Linked DNA regions of Oryctolagus cuniculus: region 2 is linked to region 1. Evidence: chromatin contacts called from public Hi-C data. All regions are on one chromosome and are shown on one strand. Each heading gives the region's core, a stretch centred on a gene start, on an enhancer-like site or on the middle of the called end of the contact. The rest is flanking DNA. Distances are from core to core; before and after follow the strand shown.

Region 1 (3,840 bases), core at 558-3,057:
CGAATTCACATCAGAGCAGGGGAGAAAGGCCACTCGCAAATGCCCAGTTCCAAACGCGGGGGAAGTGGACGAGGCCCCAGACTCCTCCTAAGCGGTGTGCAGCGCCACCTAGTGGCTACGCCCGCTCGGGGCCCGTTGCACCAGCAGCTCCCTGCGCTGCCGGCACCAGAGTGCTGTGTCGTGCCAGAGTCCTGCGTGTGGGCAGAGCCCGGCCAGCGCAGCGCAGAGCAGAGCCAGTGTTGGCAGTGCCAGGGCAGCGTCTGCCCAGGTGCCCGGTAGGCCGTACGCTCCCTGCAGGGCCAGGCCACGCGGAGGGAGCGCGTGCTCCCTGTGGAGGGTGTTCTCAGCTGAGGGAAGAGCTGATTGGACGGTGCACGGCAGCCTGCAGGCCAGGCCGGCTCTGCAAATGCCGGCTGGGTCAGCGGCGCCCCCCAGGGAGCCGCGGGACAGCTGCGGTGCTGGTGACAGAGTGGAGGGTTGGCTTTCCCATCTCAGTCCCGTCAGGCGCAGGAAGACAGCGACGTGTGGGGATAGGCATGGAGAAGCCCTGTGGCCTGGAAGAGTCCCGGGTGGCTGAGTCCCTGCTGGGCCCCAGGAGCGTGGTGCTGCCGCCCTCCCCTCCCCAGCCCTCTGTGCAGGAAACAGCTGCCCAGGGCGGACGTGAATCCTCACTGCTGTGATGTCACCTGCCTGACGCCCCTCTGTCATTTCACAGCATGAATCGTCATCCAGCCCCCCCCCCAGATTGATTTTCACAGAGTTGCAGAGAAGGGGGGAGTCAGAGAGTCTTCCATCTGCTGGTTCATTCCCCAGACGGCTGCCATGGCCAGCACTGGGCCGGAGCGAAGCCAGGAGCCCCCTCTGGGTCTCCCACAAGAGTAGGGACCCAAGCACTTGGGCCATCTTCCACTACTTTCCCTGGCACATTAGCAGAGAGCTGGATCGGAAATGGAGCAGCCAGGACTTGAACTGGCACCCACATGGGATGCCAGCGTCACAGGTGGTGGCTTTGCCCACTGTGCTACAATGCCAACCCACCATGTAGTCTTTTTTTTAATATTTATTTATTTATTTGAAAGGCAGAGTTACAGAAAGGCAGAGAGAGAGAGAGAGATCTTCTGTCCGATTGTTCACTCCCCAGATGGCTACAACAGCCAGAGCTGCGCCAGTCTGAAGCCAGGAGCCATAGCAGAGAGTTAGATCAGAAGTGGAGCAGCTGGGTCTCGAACTGGCGCCCATATGGACGCCAGCAGGCTGCAGCTTTATCTGCTACGCCACAGCCAGCCCCCCACCATTTAGTCATAAATCAGACGTCTTTGTAGATTCGCTGCCGTCCGGCTGTGCCATAGGCGCATATCCATGGAGTGCAGGACGGCTGTGGCGGGAGCAGCTCTGCCCCACAAGCCCCCGGGAGTGTCCCCTGCCTGCACCTCCTAGGAGCCCCCCGCGAGGTGCACCTCCTGCTTCTCCGTCATCCGTCTGCACTTACCCCTCCACTCCGCCAAGCTGCCCCAGGACGGACGGCTCCTGACGCAGCAGCTTAGCACGTGCGTGGCCGCACCCCCCACCGACTCCCATGTTACTGTAGACCCATTGCCCTTGGAGCAGGCACCCGTCCTGGGGGCTGGTGCCCGGCAGGCAGCCCCTGGGTCTCGGCCAGGATGTCAGCTGGGCTTCCTGGAGCAGGAGTGGCAGGCAGGCAGCTGACATCCCTGCTGCTAAGTGCATCTGTGCCCGCCAGTCCTCCCACAGAGGCGGCGCTGGAGCCTGGAATAGGTCAGCTCAGGCCAGGTCCCTGCCTTAACCATTGCACAGTGAAGTCAGTGGGGCCCTCCCCTGCTGCACCACGGTCGCCTGGGCGGGGACTCCCCGGCCTGCTAGCACCTTGTCTGTGCTGCGTGACAGCTAACAGGTGACCCTAGGCACTTGACACCCCTCAGCGGCCTCAGTGTACCAGCTGGCCAAGGGCTGGCTCAGGGGGCAGACCTGGAATCCACACCAGGCAGTCTGATTCCAGGCCTCTTGCCCACTGTGTTCTGCCCTGGGAAGCAGAGCCGGGCAGTGGGCAGGGGGCCGCAGGGTGGCCTGGACATCACCGTGTGTTCCCCACCGTCGTGGCGGGTACTAAATCTACAAAAATGTTTGATGGAGGAGTAGTGGATGGAGTGCCGGAGCTTGCCGTGGCCTCAGGCTGTTTCCTTTCTTTCTGTCCTGTCTGGTCCTGGCCACTCGGCCCAACAGAAAATCCAAGGGACGTCCCAAGTGGCTGGCCCCTCACCCCAACATCATCCGGGTTTTCCGCGCCTTCACCTCGTCTGTACCACTGCTGCCGGGGGCCCTGGTCGACTACCCTGACGTGCTGCCCCCACGCCTCCACCCTGAGGGCCTGGGCCACGGACGGACGCTGTTCCTCGTCATGAAGAAGTGAGTGGCGGGCCCGGCAGGCCCCAGGGCGCCCCTGCGGGAGGACGGCCGTGCAGAGGGACAGGGCTGCCTGGGGAGCTGTTCCCTTTGGGGTGGCCGTCATGGAAGAAAGCTCCTGGGTGACTGTCCCTGCTCTGTGGCTGGCCTTCCCCCCCTCACCCTCTGTCCCGCCCAGCGATGCTGTAATGGGCTTCTCAGTGACCGCGTGAGCCCAACATCCTAAGTTCCATGTGGGGGCGGGACAGAAGGACAGCTCGGGGAAGGGGAAGAGGGGAGGCGGAGCCTAACGGTGATGTGCCCTCGGCACCAGCTACCCCTGCACCCTGCGCCAGTACCTTCGCGTGAACACCCCGAGCCCCCGCCTGGCCACGGTGATGACCCTGCAGTTGCTGGAGGGCGTGGCTCACCTGGTGCAGCAGGGCATCGCACACAGAGACCTGAAGTCTGACAACATCCTCGTGGAGCTGGACGCAGGTGGGCGCAGCGGGGATCTGCAGGCATGGGGAGCCCCCGGGGCCCCCCTGTTCAGCCCTCTGGGGAACAGACACCCATCGAGGCCTCGCCAACACAGGGCGGGGGGCGGGGCACGCCAGTCACTGACCTCTGCCCACTTTGTCTTCCTAGACGGCTGTCCCTGGCTGGTGATCACCGACTTCGGCTGCTGTCTGGCTGACGAGCACGTCGGCCTGCAGCTGCCGTTCACCAGCTGGTACGTGGATCGGGGCGGCAACGGCTGCCTGATGGCTCCGGAGGTGAGTCCCGCCGTGTGCCCTCGGCGTCACCGGTTCCCACCGAGTGACCGGGCGAGACCCGAGCCCTGGGGCTTACCCCACACTCCCACCTCTGAGCCGTGAGCTGGCACAGGCGCCTTCCCTTTGCTTTAACCTGCCCCGAGCCAGTTCTTCCGGGCTGAGCCGCAGCTCACTCAGCTCCTTCCCAGGGGCCGGGGGACCTGCCCGCAGCACGACTCGGCTCCTGCTTTCTGATCAGGTGTCCACGGCCTGTCCTGGCCCCAGGACGGTGATTGACTACAGCAAGGCCGACGCCTGGGCAGTGGGCGCGATTGCCTACGAGATCTTCGGGCTCGCCAACCCCTTTTACGGCCAGGGCAGGGCCCGCCTCGAGAGCCGCAGTTACCAGGAGGCCCAGCTGCCTGCCCTCCCTCCGTCGGTGCCCCCGGACGCCAGGCAGCTGGTGAAGTCCCTGCTCCAGCGAGAGCCAGCCAAGGTGAGGCTGCACCCAGGCTCCTGGGGGGCTGTATGGACAGCAGCTGCATTCACACCCCGGGCCAAAGGAGGGGTTTGGCCCAGCACCGCAGGGACGCACAGATTCCCTCTCATACAAAGGCCCCATACAGAGAGCTGGAAGATTTCATTGGGGGGGGGGCCGGGGGGCGGAGGCGGGGGGAGGGGGAGG
Region 2 (3,840 bases), core at 505-3,004, 40 kb before region 1:
GCAATGGAAAGCCAGCAACGCTGGACAGCTCGGGTGTGATGCTGATGAACCTACAAACACCGTAGGAAACCTGGGACTGGCGCTCGGTTCCCAGGGACCGGTTCCAGCTGAGCCTGCTGGTTAATCGGCTGCTCTCGGCCCCTCCACCGTCTCCGGTGCCTGTTTGAACGCAGGGAGTCTTCCCACCCCAGGTTTCTGTGACAGCGCCGCCAACCCAGTGTCCGTTTTGGCAATAAACAGAGGAGAGGAGCAGTGGGCATTTAGTCTGGCAGCTGAGACGGCCGTGTTCCACGGCTCCCGGCTCTGCCTCCTGACTCCAGCTTCCTACTAGCGAGCACCCCAGAGGGAGACAGCGGCGATGGCCCAAGGAACTGGTTCCCTGCACCCATGTGGGAGCCCTGGACTGCGGTCAGCCGACCTAGTCCCAGCCATTGTGGGCATTCGGGGGAGTGAATGAGCAGGCGGGAGCTAGCGCTCGCTCGCTCTTCTCTCTCTCTCTCTCTCTCTGCCTCTCAAGAGTGTCCTCTGCTGACATACTTTTTTGAAATAGAGATTTGATTTATTTGAAAGGCAGAGTTAAAGAGAAGGAGATCTTCCATCCGCTGGTTCACTTCCTAGATGACCAAATGGCCACGGCTGGGCCAGGAAAAAGCCAGGAGCCAGGAGCTTCTTCCCGGTCTCCCATGTGGGTGGCAGAGACCCGAGCACTTGGGCCACCTTCCGCTGCTTTCCCAGGCGCATTAGCAGGGAGCTGGATTGGAAGTTAAGCAGCCAGACTGGAAGCAGTGCCCTATGGGATGCTGGCGCTGCAGGCAGTGGCTTTACCGACTGCGCCACAGCGCCGGCCCCTGAGATACTTTTTTTTTTTTTTTTTTGATAGGCAGAGTGGACAGTGAGAGAGAGAGACAGAGAGAAAGGTCTTCCTTTGCCGTTGGTTCACCCTCCAATGGCCGCCGCGGCCGGCGCGCTGCGGCCGGCGCACCGCGCTGATCCGATGGCAGGAGTCAGGAGCCAGGTGCTTTTCCTGGTCTCCCATGGGGTGCAGGGCCCAAGCACCCGGGCCATCCTCCACTGCACTCCCTGGCCACAGCAGAGGGCTGGCCTGGAAGAGGGGCAACCGGGACAGAATCCGGCGCCCCGACCGGGACTAGAACCCGGTGTGCCGGCGCCGCTAGGCGGAGGATTAGCCTAGTGAGCCGCGGCGCCGGCCCCTGAGATACTTTTAATTCTGCGGTGGGGTGGGCAGAGGTCAGAGGGCAAATGAACGAAAATAAAGCGAAGCAGCTTTCGGTCTCCTTGCTGCTCTTCTCACTCCTGACTCTGCAAATCAATGTGGCTGCTCCAGCCCTGCCCTCTCAGCTCATCCCTCCCCTCAGAGAAGGAGAGCGGTCACTCAACAGACCAAGAAGGGAACTGTGGGCCCGTGGAGTCTGGCCCTCTGGCTCCCACACGGATTCCCTGGGGAGTGTGTGGGCACAGAGTTTAGACAGCAAGACAGACCCTAGCCTATGTGTGCAGGAGGCGCCAGAGAACTGGGGACTTTTAAGCTTTGTGCCGTGGAAGGCGGACCAATCCCAGAGGCAGACTGGCGAGCACACCCCACATCTGGACTCCTGACCCAGGACCCTGTTAGCTGGGGTTTCGCCCTCGCCCTGGGGCCGGCTGATGGGCGGTGACAGCATACGGCTGCGGTGCTGGGAGGGTTTTCCGGGAATCCGCATCCCGAAAACCCGCACGCTCGCTTTCCCAGAGGAGAGAGGGGGAGAGGAGGCACGGGGGAGCCGCGCTCGTGTCCACAGAAACTCCCGCCCGAGAGGCACCAGGTGCGCCGCTCTGCGCAGACCCGCCGGGACAGTCGGGCGCTCCCCGGACACCCGCCTCTGCGGCTCACGTGGGCACCCCGCGCGACCCGCTGGTCCTGACCCGGGCCACACCGCACCCCGGCCCCATCCACGAGGGCGCGGGCGGGACGGCAGAAGCGCGCGGCCGCCGCCACCGCCTTCTCGCCACGCCCTGGGCGCTGACTGTGGGCGGCTCCGCTCCCGGACCGGCGCCGGCCCGCATCCCGCACGCCCCCGGGAGCCTCCGGCCGGCCGTCGCCGCGGGGACACACCCCGGGGGAGGAGCCGCCTGCTCCGGGCGCAGCGCCGGCCGGCCGCGCGCTCGGCACCTGCCCACCCGGGGACCGACATGGCCCAGCAGCCTCGGTCCCGCGCGCTGGAGCCCGAGCACGTCCAGCAGCTGCTGCTCCGCTCCCGGGAGGCCAAGAAGTCGGCCTACTGCCCCTACAGCCGCTTCCCCGTGGGCGCCGCCCTGCTCACGGGCGACGGCAGGATCTTCTCGGGTAAGGACGGCGGCCGGCGCGGGGGCGGGGAGTCGGAGGGGGCCGGGCAGCGGCGGCGGAGAGAGCGGTGCAGCGCGTCCCCTCTTCGCGCGGACCCTCGGAAACTCAGCTGCTGCCCCGGGCCAGCGGCGAGCCTGGGGTGGCCAGGGAAGTTTGCAGCGAGACAGGAGGGGGCGGCCATGGATCTGGAGCATGGGCGGGGTTAATAGCTTCGTAGCCTGCTCTGTGATAGGCACTTTGCCAAGGTCTCCACAGAGCGTATCAGTAAATGTCCTGGCCTCCAACCCCTAACCTAGGTGTTGTGCCCATTTGTAGATGAACAAACTGAGGCCCCTAGAGGGGATATGACTTGCCCATGGTCAACCGGGACTGGAGTCCCCAAAGCGCTGCTTTCTTCTCTGCCTCAGTGGTGCTGGGGGATGCTGGAGGGGGGAAGAGGGCATCCAGGTGGGTCCCTGTCAGCGGGGTGTGGGCCTGGCCCAGGGTCTTGGGGTGCAGCCGTGAGTGACAGCCTGGGGAGCTGGGAGGGAAGGGACCCCTGAGCTGCTTTCCTTTGGTTTGCTGCTTTTGTTGAAAACCCAAATTCAAACTTGTTAAGCTTAGGGGCAGCCGTTCAGGACATCTGGGACATGGCGTGGGCGTGGCAGGACGCAGCCACAAGTGTCCAGTGTGTCGAGGTTCTGTCGGTGGCCTGGGTCTCAAACACCTTTGAGGGGGAGAAGTGCCCTTGACTGAGGGTCCCCTGTGAAAGGAAGGGGGTGGGTGCTGCTAGCCAGGGAGCCCTCAAGCCCCACAGGACAGAGAAGGAGGCCGAGGACCGAACGTGTCCAAGGTCCCGGGGCTGGGATTGGAACCCCGAGCTGCCCTGTCCAGAGCCTGCTGCTCTGTGGGGAGACACAGGCTGGCCTGCAGGCGGACGCGAGTGTTAAACAGTAACCACCGCGCAAACATCACTGCAGCCTGCAGCTCCCAGAGCCCTGGGCGTGGAGTCAGCCCCTGATTCTCTCCGAGGGAAGAGAAGGTCCCCTGGGCCTCACCCAGCGCCCGGCTGACGCCTGCTGGAGCGCCGAGCTCAGGGGTGCCGCGCACTTCCACACCTGCCTCCCCACGGGGCTTCGGCTGGGATCTTTGTACCTTGGACCTCCTTCAGCTGCAAAGCACCTGTCCAGGTGCAGGGCGGGCACTGAGCACTTGTGTACTGGGTGCCTGAATACATGACTTGAGCCTTGCAGGTGGGCGAGTTTGGAGGGGCAGAGGTGAGAGGCGCTGGGGCCCAGCAGGTCCAGGGAGGGGCAGCAGTGGGACTGCTTTTCCAGCATTGAGACTGGTGTCCTGCTGGGACAGACAGGTGGTCAGACAGCCACCGGAGCCATCACTCCAAAGCCACGTGCCGATAAGCTCTGGTCTTTTCTTTCTTGAAAAGCCTGTTGAGAAAAAGCTAACTCTCACACCTTTGCAGCCCCTGGAAGCCCCTTCAAAAGAAGCCTGGGGTGGGG

Evidence for each region. Hi-C and Micro-C count contacts between places; a contact is called where the count stands out from the background.
Region 2: a Hi-C map of liver shows a contact between it and region 1, with 3 times the contacts expected there. The contact joins the promoter of CDA here to the enhancer-like site in region 1. A contact is called at or near these places in 2 of 6 Hi-C or Micro-C datasets (liver and an unstated tissue).

Annotation. Positions count from the first base shown.
Region 1 is chr7:150,129,823-150,133,662 of mOryCun1.1, reverse strand. PINK1 (PTEN induced kinase 1) reads left to right here. Exons shown (of 8, transcript XM_008265769.4): 4 at 2,242-2,424; 5 at 2,735-2,898; 6 at 3,049-3,176; 7 at 3,415-3,651. Among named protein-coding and RNA genes, the nearest start is that of PINK1, 10 kb to the left of the region's middle. Within about 2 kb of position 1,807, at least 1 of the 8 cell types and tissues checked has an H3K27ac peak or open chromatin away from gene starts, as enhancers often do.
Region 2 is chr7:150,169,352-150,173,191 of mOryCun1.1, reverse strand. It overlaps CDA (cytidine deaminase), which reads left to right and starts at 1,754. Exons shown (of 4, transcript XM_051858024.2): 1 at 1,754-2,344. The coding sequence starts at 2,191.